Linked DNA regions of Mus musculus: region 2 is linked to region 1. Evidence: chromatin contacts called from public Hi-C data. All regions are on one chromosome and are shown on one strand. The core of a region is the stretch at or near the end of the contact, and the rest is flanking DNA. Distances in the headings are between cores, read along the strand shown.

Evidence for each region. A called contact is a pair of places that touch in the nucleus more often than the background predicts.
Region 2: a contact with region 1 is called in a Hi-C map of cortical neurons, with 2.9 times the contacts expected there. The contact joins two enhancer-like sites. A contact is called at or near these places in 2 of 484 Hi-C or Micro-C datasets (cortical neurons and palatal mesenchyme).

What each region holds. Positions count from the first base shown.
Region 1 is chr9:40,401,344-40,407,489 of GRCm38.p6, forward strand. The region is part of intron 2 of Gramd1b (GRAM domain containing 1B); the gene reads right to left. Among named protein-coding and RNA genes, the nearest start is that of Gm51668, 13 kb to the right of the region's middle. Within about 2 kb of position 3,593, at least 13 of the 459 cell types and tissues checked have an H3K27ac peak or open chromatin away from gene starts, as enhancers often do. A contact at or near this core is called in cortical neurons, where this site is marked.
Region 2 is chr9:41,186,448-41,192,939 of GRCm38.p6, forward strand. No RefSeq gene overlaps it. Among named protein-coding and RNA genes, the nearest start is that of 1700063D05Rik, 16 kb to the right of the region's middle. Within about 2 kb of position 4,839, at least 39 of the 459 cell types and tissues checked have an H3K27ac peak or open chromatin away from gene starts, as enhancers often do. A contact at or near this core is called in cortical neurons, where this site is marked.

The sequences.
Region 1 (6,146 bases), core at 2,343-4,842:
AGTGAGGCACAAACTTTATCTCCCAGTCCCGACCTCATCAGCTGTCCACCTCAGCTTTTCCCTTCAGCCTCCTGCAACACATCTGTCTCTCTCTAACACTCATCTCTCTCTGTGTGTCACTCAGCAGGGAGGTGTCATGGAAGCCAAGATCCAAACTATTCCCACCTCCGTGAAGAGACCTAAGCCATCTCAACCCTAACCTGCCCCTACCACTTACTTGGCTCTCAGAAAGGCCAGCTTCTTCCTCAGACAGGAGACACGGTAGTAGCAGGTCCTCTTGACAGCTGTGCTGCATGAGACTGTCTCAGGGCGTAGATTCTGCACCATGCCGGGCTCAGGGGAGGGCTGGCCACATGGCAGCCAGGACCTCGAGAGCTGCAGGTTCACTTTGGAGGAGCATGGAGGCACTGCCTCTGCAGCTGCCCCAGCGCTAGACAGTGAACTCCTCCCCACACAATCTCCATCCTCGGCTGTCCGTGTCCAGAACACGGGCCCAGTGGGAGAGGGTCTGTGTGTTCTACGCTAGCACAGTCTCCCCTGCCTTCTCTTTGAGCCACAGTTCCATGCTGAACTCCCTCCCATTCTTCCACATCTGTCAGTGCTCTGGATGTTTGGCAAGCTTCTGTTCCTTCTGTCCTCAGACAGGGAGGATAGAGGTGTACCTGCATGTGACATCAGCTGCTGGCGCTGGAGGGGAAGGAGGGGCAGCTGGCATTGCTCCCAGAGGGATCTCTGCTTGGCTCCTTCCTTAAGGTAAAGATCACCTGAGTCAAGGATGTGGTGGCCATGTGAGTTTCCTTTCTGTCGCTGTGATCAATCACCATGACCCAAGGAACTTGGAGAGGAAAGGGTTTGTTATATCTTACAGGTTAGAGCCCATCATTGACGGAAGCCAAGGAAAGAACTCAGCGGAGAAACTGATACCGGTGCCTGAATGTATGTACGTGCCCACATCTGGAGGCGAAGGCTGATTTCAGGGGTCTTCCTTGCTCTCTCTTTTTACTTGAAGCAAGGTCACACGGAAGCTGCAAACTACTCCACTAGTCCAGCTAGCTAGCCCGTCCACAAGGATACTTCACCTCCTCTACTCAAGCACTGGGACTACAGAGAGGCGACATCCCACATAGCTTCCATGTGGATGCTAGGAATACAAACTCCAGTCCTCGCCAGACTCTGTCCATTAAGCACTCTCTCTCTCCAGCCTGCCAATGGGTGATGTTTGCTCATTGTTTTGTTTTCCTTCACAGGGTTTCTCCCTGGCTATCCTGGAACTCTCTCTCTCTCTGTAGACTAAGCTGGCTGAGAACACAGAGATCTCCCTGCCTCTGCCTTACAGTTATGGGATCAAAGATATGCACTACCACTGCCTGGATGACTTAAAAAAGAAAATACTAAAGTCAGGCGGTGGTGGCGCACGCCTTTAATCCCAGTCCTTGGGAGGCAGAGGCAGGTGGATTTCTGAGTTTGAGGCCAGCCTGGTCTACAAAGTGAGTTCCAGGACAGCTAGAGCTAAACAGAGAAACCCTGTCTCGAAACACCAAAAAAAAAGAAAGAAAGAAAGAAAGAAAGAAAGAAAGAAAGAAAGAGAGAGAGAGAGAGAGAGAGAGAGAGAGAGAGAGAGAGAGAGAGAGGGAGGGAGGGAGGGAGGGAGGGAGGGAGGGAGGGAGGGAGGGAGGGAGGGAGGGAGGGAGGGAGGGAGGGAGGGAGGAAGGAAGGAAGGAAGGAAGGAAGGAAGGAAGGAAGGAAGGAAGGAAGGAAGGAAAAGAGAAAAAAGAAAAAGAAAAAGAAAAAGAAAAAGAAAAAACTAAATTAGGGAGTCAGCAAAATTGCTCAGCAGGCTGAAGGCTCTTCCTAAACAAACCTGGAAGCCAAGTTCAAACTAGAGAGATGGAAATGAGCACAAACTCCACAAAATTACTCCCTGGCCTCACACACATGCTGTGGTATTCGTGTCCAGGCACACACACACACACACACACACACACTAGGTATTTTTAGACCTTCAGCAGGCAAAGGTCCTTGACTCAAGACTGAAAACCTCAGTTGCATCCCTGAAACCCACATGGAAGGAAAGAAGCGACTCCTGAAAGTTGATCTCTGACTACTACATGTGCACACGGATATACATTCTCCCTTCCACACATGCACACACACACACACACACACAGAGAGAGAGAGAGAGAGAGAGAGAGAGAGAGAGAGAGAGAGAGACAGAGAGACAGAGACAGAGACAGAGACAGAGACAGAGACAGACAGAGGAAAAAAAAGACAGATAGTGACAGAGACACAGAGAGATGTGATATAAAAGTTTAACTCAATCAATCAATCAATAACTAATGTAAAATGAAACCCACCCCCTAGACTGCTCCCATCCCACCTTAGGGATGATGTCATTCCTCACTATTCAGAAGAAGACATCTGGAAGCTATATCTTCCCTCCTCCATCACCAATGACTGCACCTGGACCACTGGCATACACCATGTTTACCACTCCCTGAAGTGTCTCTTTTCCTACCCTTTGGGTCTCTCCTCCTTGTCTCCCAGACACCTGGCTTCCTTACACTTCAATAGAAGCACAGCCCAGGAGAGCAGGCTGAGATTCGACTCAGCTCCGAGGACCTCCCTCCTCCCACACCCATATGTGCACATTCAGTTCCTTCAGCGCCTAAAGCAGATCTTCGAGTGTTTGTAGTGCTAGGGAAGGGATCTGAGACCTCCGGCGCACTAGGCTAAGTCCTTCTCCACTAAGTTACCCTGAATCGCCAAATGAGTACATTTTAAGCTCTGCCATCTGAACTTCACAGCCCCTGCCTCTCCTGCCTCTCCTGCCTCTCCATTGATTGGCTTATACCAAGTAGCAGTTCACACTCTGCATGCCGGAATTAAAACTCACTAATCATGGCTGCACCTAAAATTCTTCTGAACATACACAGTAAATTAATAATAATTGATACAAGCACATACAAAACACTATCCATAGATGGGGCATATCCTTATTATATGTCATCACTCATACGATGGGTTTTATTTGCACAAGACTATGAGGTGTGATTACTACACGCATTTTACAAAGGAGAAGAAGGAGGCACACAGATACCTCATGACTCCCCTCAATATTGCAAGGTATGTGCCAGAGCAATGGTTCTCAACCCGTGGGTCACGACCCTCTTGGGGGGTCAAATGACCCTTTCAAAGGGGTCACATGACAGATAGCCTGCATATCAGATATTTACATTGCTACTCATAACAGTAGCAAAATTATAGTTATGAAGTAGCAATGAAAATAACTTTATGGGTGGGGTCACCACGACATGAGGAACGTGTTAAAGGGCCGCAGCACTAGGAAGGTACAGAACCACTGTGCTAGACCTATGATTACAGCGTAGGAGGCGCTTAGCCTCCAGACTGTGCCGCCTTTCCTGCTGCACAAGCCAGAAAACCTCAGCTTCATCCCGGACAGCCTTCCAACCTGGATGTCACTCCCGGCAGCTCTATTTCTCACATTTTTAATTGGCTCCTCTTTTTCTGTCCTCACTACCGCCATTCAGAAGTAGACCATCTGGCCATGATCTCAGTGTTGCTATGGCAGTAACTCTTCTCTGTCTACCTCTGTCCTTACTGGCTTTATCGTTCTCTTTCATTCTCTACAGAGCCTTTCCTATGACTTGGCGGCTTCTTTGTTCTATGTCTATTTCCTCTCACTGGACAGCAAGCATCAAAGTAGCTAACTTGATCATGGCTGTAGACAATGCCTAGAGTGTATGGCATATAGTATATACTCAATAAATATTTAAGAGACTGGCTAGGCGAAGTGTTATCTGCTTCTAGTCCATCTGTCTGCATTCCCAAGTATTCGTTTCTCAACACATCTTGCCACACACACCTACAACCTCATCATTTGGGAAGCTGAGACAGGAGAATTGTAAGTGAGAGGCCAGCCTCATCACATAGTGGGACCACTGTTGTTGATTTTTCTTTAAGAAGACCTGGAGACAGCTAAGTTGATGAGGTGTTTACCACAGAAGCATAAAGGCCTGAGATCAGTCTCTGGCAGCCAGAAAAAAAGTCCAAGCAGGCAGACACACTTGTAATCTCAGTGCTGGAAAGAAGCCAGCCAGCCTTGCTCAGTTAGCGAACACCAGAATCGGTCTCAAAGACGGACTTCACCTCAACAAGGACACACAAGGTTGATCTCCAGACCCAACGAGCACACCTTTCTGTACCCATGCACACAAATGCATAAGGGTGAGGGACTCTAAGGCCCCGCCTTCCCCTGAGGATTTATACCTAGTTAATGGTTGCTGGAGGAGGGAAAGACATTTCCCCAGTGGTGTAGCCACTGATACGTGGCTCATAAATCTCAACAATTTTGTAAACAACTCAAATTAAACTCAATGGGCATTTTTTTTTCTTGTCTAATTCTTGTCTACCTTTACTAAGAAGGAAGATGGAAGGAAGGCAGAGAAGAAAAGGTAGGCTCCGTTGATCATGCACTCTTCAAGTGCATTAATTTTGGGGCTTCCCAGCCTCCAGAAATTTCATTAATGAACGCCTGTAATTTAAAAGGGGGAGGGCAGAGAGATCCAGGCACTCAGGGTTACTCTAGGCTACGAAGCAAGCTCAAGGCCAGCCTGAGTGACCTGAGGCTGCCTCAGGAAGCCTCTGTTTCTAAGGTTGCCCAGGGAGACACAGGGCTTTCCATCTGTCCAGATCCCTCCAAGGTTTCCTGTCAATACAGAGCACTCCGCACAGAGCATCAAAGGCCTCTCCACCGGCTCAGATAACCTTCTCTGGCCTTAGGAGAAGCCCCCTCCTAAGACAGCGGACTTAAGATCTGTGGTTCCCAAGCTCTCTCTCCCTGTTTTCTCCAGCTCTCTCGCCCCTCCATGCTGTGTGCATCCTGTTCCTTTCCCAGGAACGCTGTCCCTGAGCGCTCAGCTGAAGTGTCACCCTCCAGAGTCTTTGTGGATGCGCCTCCCAGCCTACACCCCAAGAACTGTTAAGCCACTCCTTAACTTCATTGTGCCGCAAGTCTCCTAAAAGCTAGGAAAAACAAAAGCCAAACAACAACAACAAAAGCAGTATCAGCTTGATAGGACCACAGAAAAAGTGCTATGTTAAGATAATATGTAGAGGACTCACTGCACAGATTAGAACTTAACAAGGATTCTGTGTTGTTACTGAATGTATAATTTCAAGTCCATAAATATCTTACATTTATTTGTGAGTGTGTCTCACTATTAACAAGTCTGAGGGGCGATGTCACTCCTTAGCCTGTTCACCCACCAGTGTCTGGACTTTGCATTTGCAGGTTCTCTGAAGCCCACCAACATCTTTTATCCAGATGATTTCTTAGGCACATATTTTTATTTATTCTTTGAGAATTCCATATATGCATAGAATGTATTTGGATCATATCTAGCATCCACTCCTCCACGAATGTTCCTTCTCCAATCCCTCCCAACTTCATGCCAGTGCCTCTTTGTTAGTGTTGTTATTTTATACCCCACAGAGTCCAAATTAGTGCTACCCCAGGAAAAAGGATGGGCGACCCCCACCGGAGCATGGGCAATTTTCCCTCTCCCAGCAGCTATCAACTGTCAATCACCCTCAGCTCAGTGAGGTCTCATGAGACCCTTCCGTGCCTTTGCTTCCAGGTCAGTAGAGCATAACTGTATAACCCTACTCAAGAATCAAGTCTCACTAGGAGGCAAAATGAGAGTAAAAACAACACCACCACCAACAAAAACAAACAAACCTACCACTTACTTAACACCTACTAAGTACCGAGTTTATCACCTACCAAACGCCTAGCACTTTACATACAGTATTTTAGCTAGATATTATAAACAATAGATGTTTACTAATAAAAGGGTGAGCAAAGCCAGGTACATTATAGTTACAGTTAGACATGGAGGCATGACTTTATGGTGGCATTAGGGAGGTAGAAGCAGGCATATCTCTGTGAGCACAAATCCAGACTGATCTACATGTAGCAAGTGGCAGGCCAGCTAGCGTTACACAATGAGACTGTCTCAAGTATGTAAGTAACTATGTAAGCAAGTAAATAAAGGAATGAATGAAAAAAAATGAGGAAATAAATATATAAATATATGATAAAATACTCAGTTACCACCTAGCATGAT
Region 2 (6,492 bases), core at 3,589-6,088, 790 kb after region 1:
CAGTGTGTAACATTTCTATGGGGAGAAAAAGACAGTTTTAGTATCTTGTCAAGAAATTATCCTCACTGTCCTGGTGATGTGCCCAGTGTAGGCTGAAAACACCCTCAGGAAGCTGAGACAGGAGCTAGAAGAAACAGACACCGCTTCCCTGCCTCTCAGCTGCCCCGTTGCTGCACAGTTTTGCCCTGAAGGTTGCTGCATGAGGCTTACCCAGCTTCAGATACAATGCAAGCTAGATCTCATAAAATAAAATAAAAATAAAATAAAGGATAGTGATTCAGACCAAGTGTCCAGCAGTTGCCTGGAATGCACAAAGCCCTAGGACTGACCTACAGTGGAACAGCAAACAAAATGAAAACTAAAGACAGGAACAGAAGTGTGTTTGGTTCCTGCATTTGTGAAGCAGAGGCAGCGATAAAAAGTTCAAGGCCAGCCTGGGCTACATATTAAATTTGAGGCCAGTCTAGGATACATAGAAAGACCCTGTCTCAGAAGAGAGAAAGATGGGAAGGGAGGAAGGAAGGGAGCAAGGAAGGAAAGAAGGGAGGAAGGAACGGAGAAAGGAAGAATTTCATCTGAAATTCTCCATTAGATGTGACATCTGAAGGTCCTGGTGTGCCTTAACCATAGACTTCGTCTGTCATGTTTAAAGTTCTGCATCTTGGCCTGTCTTTGCCACCTTGACTAGACTTAGTTAAAGGCATCATGATAAAGAAAACCCAAGAATCCCACGAGGCTCTAGCATTTATGAAGCTATAATCTAATGTCAAACTATAGCACTCATCTCAGGGAGAAGTTTGGTGTTAGCCCTGGCCTGACTGGCTGCTGTTCTGCCAACCGAAGCAGTTGTATTGGAAACATTACTTGAGAAAGTATCTCAGACTAGCTCAGGAGGGACAGAAATCTGTAATAAAAATATGTCAAAAAATGGGTACCAGGTATGTAGCTCAGTGGTAGAACACTTGCCTAGCAAGTATAGGTTCTAGCTTCGGTATCCAACATCATAAAAGAATGAATAATAAGAAAGCATGGGATCTCAACCCTGTCTTGGCTTGCTCTCTGCCTTTAGTTAACCAGATCTGATCCGAGACTCCCTTGCCCTGAGAATACTTACTTTCTCCTTTCCCGTTCACGGTTCATCTCCCAAGCCTCTCGCCCTGACCTGCTCCATGCTCCATGCTCAGTCTTCCCGAAGGTGGATTTTTCACCTTTCTCGCCACCATGCCCAGTGGCTGTTAACATTGGCATCACCTCTATTGCATCTGGCATCATTTTGGTTTGCTTTGGTTTTTACCTCTTTGACCACAACTTAATGTTTTCCCAATCTTTGGCTACCGCAGCTTGGCCTTTGAGGTTGTTCCAGGGTGCTCACAGCGCATAGCTTTGCAGATTCCTTCTCACATCGTATATTTCCCTGGCTATCACCATGTCTGGATTCTCTCCTTCCCCACAGGCTGGTTAGGTGGTGGGCAATAACCAAGACCTTCCCTCACCCTGCTCCCTTTCTAGTGAGAGAGGATGACATTATTATGTGATTTAAGGAAGGGTTAGCAAGGGAGGAGACTGCCGTGTCTTAGGGTTTGGGGAAGGAGACAGATGACAACTTTTAGCTTAAGAAGATCCCTCTATGGGGATGCTATTTAAACTGAGGCCGGATGAGAAGACTTACCGTGAAGCCAAGTGTGGTGACTCACCTTATAATCCCAGCACTTTCCAGACAGAGGCAGACATGCCTTAAATTTTATGCTAGACCAGTTTACACAGTGAGTTCTAGGCCAGCCAAGCCTATCCTTTCTTAACACAACAAGAAACAATGACAAATCAAAGTCTATCTTGAAGGTTTGGGAAGCAGTCCAGTTGTTCAGGGCTGGGCGTCATAGCTTATACCTGAGATCCCAGCACTCCAGGCTGAGAGGAGGTCAGGGTTGTCTTAGGTTACTTAGCCAGTTTTGAGAGTAACTTGTGTATCATGATAGTCTTTCTCAAAAGTACAGCACAGAGCCAGGTGTGGTGGTGCACGCCTTTGAACCTAGCACTCTAAGGTGGACCTCTGTGTGTCCAAGGCTTGAGTTCTATTCCCGGCATTGGGGAGAGGATGATGCGAGAGTGAGCAATATTCTAATTTGTAGCATAGGACATTTTATCACTTGTGCCAGCCTGTTCTAGCATGGCCAAAAAGCTCCAGGCAATACCTGCCTGCCTCCTGCACCTGGCTCTTCTGTACCAGCTTTATTGTGCCTTCTCTTTAGAGATTTTCAGAGATTCTTCTCATTCATTCATTCATTCATTCATTCATTCATTCATTCATTCATTCACCCATTGATTCTCTTTGTTTATTTGTTTGTTTTCACAGGGTTTCATTATATCACCCAGGACGGCTTGAAGCTCACTATGTAGCCCAGGCTGGTTTTGAATCCGTGGTAATTCCTTTGTCTCCACTCCCTCAGGTCTGGGATGATACACACCTACCACCGTTCCTGATGTATGCAGTGCTGGGATTAAACTCAGGGCCTCACATGTCCTCCTCCGACTTTCCCCATTCTTTAGCTGCATCCTTAGAGGGAAGCGGAGAAGGGAGACAGAGAGGCAGGTCTCCCTGGGTGAAGGGGTCTGCTAGATTCTTTTTTGTTTCTGGTTGTATTGTTGGTTCATAAGAAGTCTGTGTGACTGTCCCGTGTGTGTGTGTGTGTGTGTGTGTGTGTGTGTGTGTGCACATGCTTCAGTTCTCTGACCTATATCTCACTCTCCATTTGTTTATTAAATGGTTCCTTCAATAGACATTTCAGGCATTCCGTATATAATTGTGTATGTAACAGGCTTCCTGTCCAGAGTCTAATGACTGAGGGGAGACACAGGCATACAGATCATAGTATAAGACAATGTAGAGACGTGAAAGAGCAATGCACAGACTGTTAGCATATCATAAAGTAAGGCACTGGAGTCTGAGGATACTGAGGGGGCACTTCTCAGACGTACCCTCTGAGCTCCGTCTCCCTCTGTGCGGTTCCCATTGTGAACCAGGTCATTATGCTGGGGCAGTTAGGGAAGGCCACGTCTAGTTGTGTGTTTTGTTTTGTTTTGTTTTGTTTTGTTTTTTAATGCCACTTCAAAATTCAGCAGGTAGACTGAGGTTGTAGGTTGTTTGACAGGATGCTGGCTTAGTATGCACGAAACCCCGGGTTCGAACTCTGACACCACATAAAGCCACACATGATGGCATAATCCTGTAACCCCACAACTTGCAGGGTGGACAGAAGGATTAAGAGTTCAAGGCCATACTTGGCTATAGAGCAGGTTTGAGGCCAGTTGAGTGAGGAGATTATATCTCAGACCAAACCAAACCAAACCAAACCAAACCAAACCAAACCAAACCAAACCAAACCAAACCAAACCAAATGGGTGGAATCAGCTAGTTACTTGTTTATGATTCTGTAGTTTGTACTGTGCTTTGTCAGCGATGGATCATCTGTTCCATGCTGTCTGCTGGGGTAGCTCACCAAAGAGTCCAGGATCCAAGCAGGTCCCACTCTCATGGCTGGTACCTCAGCTGGTCCAGCTATAAAATGCAGGGGCACCCTGGGCCTCCTACCTTCCCTTTATCCTCCAGGATGCTCTGTCTGTATAAAGCCTCTTTGTTTAGACTTCTGCACCGTGGTGGCAGTCATCCAAGAAGATGAAAGTGGAGACTACCAGCCATCGGGAGGTCTGGGGCCAAGTGCAGTAGTGCCATTTGGGAACTTTCTACTGGCACAGCAGGTCACAAGAGCAGTATAGATTAAAGGAAATGAGACACAGCCTCCGTCTGTATGAGTTAACAGGACATAGTTGTATCTCATGTTCTGGATATTGCAACAGGAGACAAAGAATATGGTCAGATTTCTTTCTCAAAAGAGTTAACGTGTCACCACAAAGGAAGTCAGACACACACATTGAGCAGAGTCGGATCAATCCCTGAGCTCTGGAGCCTGCTTCGTTAGGAAGGGGCGTGTGCAACTTAAGGAGAATTCCTGGTTGCTCAATATTAACTTGCAGTGAGACAGGACCCACCTTTGGAATGCTGTGTCTCCCTCCTTGGAGAACTTGAACTCAGAGCACAAAAATAAACCAAAACCAAACAGAGGGATGTTTATGCAGCAAGGGATACAAGCTTCTCTCTGCCAGTTTTTAATAATGGCTAGTTAGTAATATGCATGTTTGTGTATGTGTATGTGTGTACGTGTATATATATATATGCATGCATCTGTGAATTCATGCATGCATGCATGTTTAAGTATCAGTGTTCATGTATGTATGCATGTGTATATGTATGTATAAGGATGTATGTATTTGTGCATATATGTATGTATACTTGTATGTATGTTTTCTTGATATTGGGTCTTACCCTATGCCAGACCCAAGCTTTCTTGGAACTCACTATATATGTAGCCTGGGCTAGCCCTTGACCTTGTTGTAGTCTGCCTTCAACCTCTCAGATACTAGGATTACACATGTGAGTCACCCTGCTCAGCTTGTTTAAGGAAGTGTGTGTGTGTGTGTGTGTGTGTGTGTGTGTGTTTCCAGGCTCTTTTCATCTGGTAGCAAAGTCGCAGCAGGGTGGCTAATTTTCTTGGAAGGCAGCTCGGCCAGCCATTATACCTCCACTCTAGAATCCATCTTCTTTTTACAGTAGCTGCTGTAAGATGTGATGTCTGAGCAGGCCTGATAGACCACTTTACAGTAAATAGCCTCCTGTCTTAACATCTGCGGGGAACAATCTCCAGCAACCTTCTTTCCTACCAAAGAGCAAGAGTGTTTTGTCTTACATTGGCTCGCACCGTGCTCTGAGCGCCTCCTTGTGGCCAGATACAGGCACTGCCTCTCTGGAAGCTCAGCCTTAGATTCCTCTCCCTGTGCACAGAGTGTTGGAGGCCTATACAAAAAAGAACAGTCTGTTTGCCAAAGGAATGTGTCTGTGCAACACATATATCTCAGCACGATGCTGCACGGAGAGGAAAACCTTGCGGCTGCCAGCTCACAAAGCTCACAGCTCAGCATCCCTCCCTTCCAGCACCAGCCGCTATGCCTACTCCAATCACAGTAAAAACATATATTTTTTTTCTTTTGGAAGGAGTAAAAGTATAAACCGGCAGAAAAAGCTCGTGGATCTAAGAGCTGATTTGCATTTGAGGGACAGATTTAAAAAAAATACTGTCACTGTAGACCTCAGGGTGTCAGAAACCCTGGAGAGAATTTTTTTAACATTGTTTAGTTTTTGAGAGGGACTCTCACGAAGTCTGGCCTCCAGCTATCTGTGCTGTCAAGGATGACCTGAATTCTGATCGTCCTTCCTTCACCTCCCAGCAGTGCTGGGGTCACAGGTGTGTGGCATCACACCTGGCTTATGAGGGACTGAAGATTGAGCCCAGGACGTCACGAGGGCTAGGCAAGCACTGTCAATGATGCCACATCCACAGATCTCAAATACAGTCCCATAAACTGGCTCCCAGGAGGAGGAATGTCTCCGAGTGCAGGACGTACACAAAGAGACTCTGAGGAAGGAGCAGACAGCATTTGCATCTTGTTTTTCAGTTTCACAGAGCCATTAACACCCCCTCCACCCCCAGCAACTGTGACTCATATGTTCGCGGCAGTACTATCCAGAATGTATTGTTAGGTTTAAAAACATGTAAAAAAATTTTTTCAAGTAATTCACTTCTATTTTATGTTACAAAAACATTAGCTTATGGTCCTCTGGTGGAGCCGGGGAACTGGCTATTTTCCTGGACAGCCACCTGGAAGACCCCTGCTCCATTCAACTTTGGGATATCTTGGAAACATATATGACACACATCTTTCTCTTTTTAAAATTATTTTATTGCAAAGGCTAAACAAGAAAAAGGGGAAATACATTGTAAAATCCAATTAGTGCAGCATTACTTTAAATCAAAGTCACATTTTCATTTAAGACTCTAGCGAGCCTTAGCTTAGCTGGGGACCCCCTGAGTGAACCACACAGAGCTGGGAATCGATGCAGAAAGCAAGAGGAGTTGATTGTTCCAGCACTTTGGGGCCGCCCTACACCCAAAGAAGAGATGGTGACCCTTCTCCCCCACCCTCCAAGCCTGTTTGGTGAGTCTTTCTACAGTTTTACAGAGCAGTAGCCATTAGGCACAATGTGATTGGCAGGAGAGTGTGAGTTTTAAATTGATTGGTCTCTGGGGAATGAGGAGGCACGATCTGTCCTGTGGAGTGTGTTTACCTGGTCTAGGCCTCCCCCACCTGCAGAACTGTTTCTGAGTGCTGGGTGCAGGACCCACAGCTTCACTTGTACTGAGAGCTTCAGCACTGCCCCACATCCCTAGCCTGAGAGAAGCCTCAGGCCTATGTTAAAGAGATGGCCAAACCCATGGCTGAACTTGAGCTGAGATCTATAATGGATCTGCAGGAGGCTGCCCAGACCTTTCTCCCTCCCAACGTGCTGAGTGTCCCTTTTGACAACAACTAGAAAAGAGT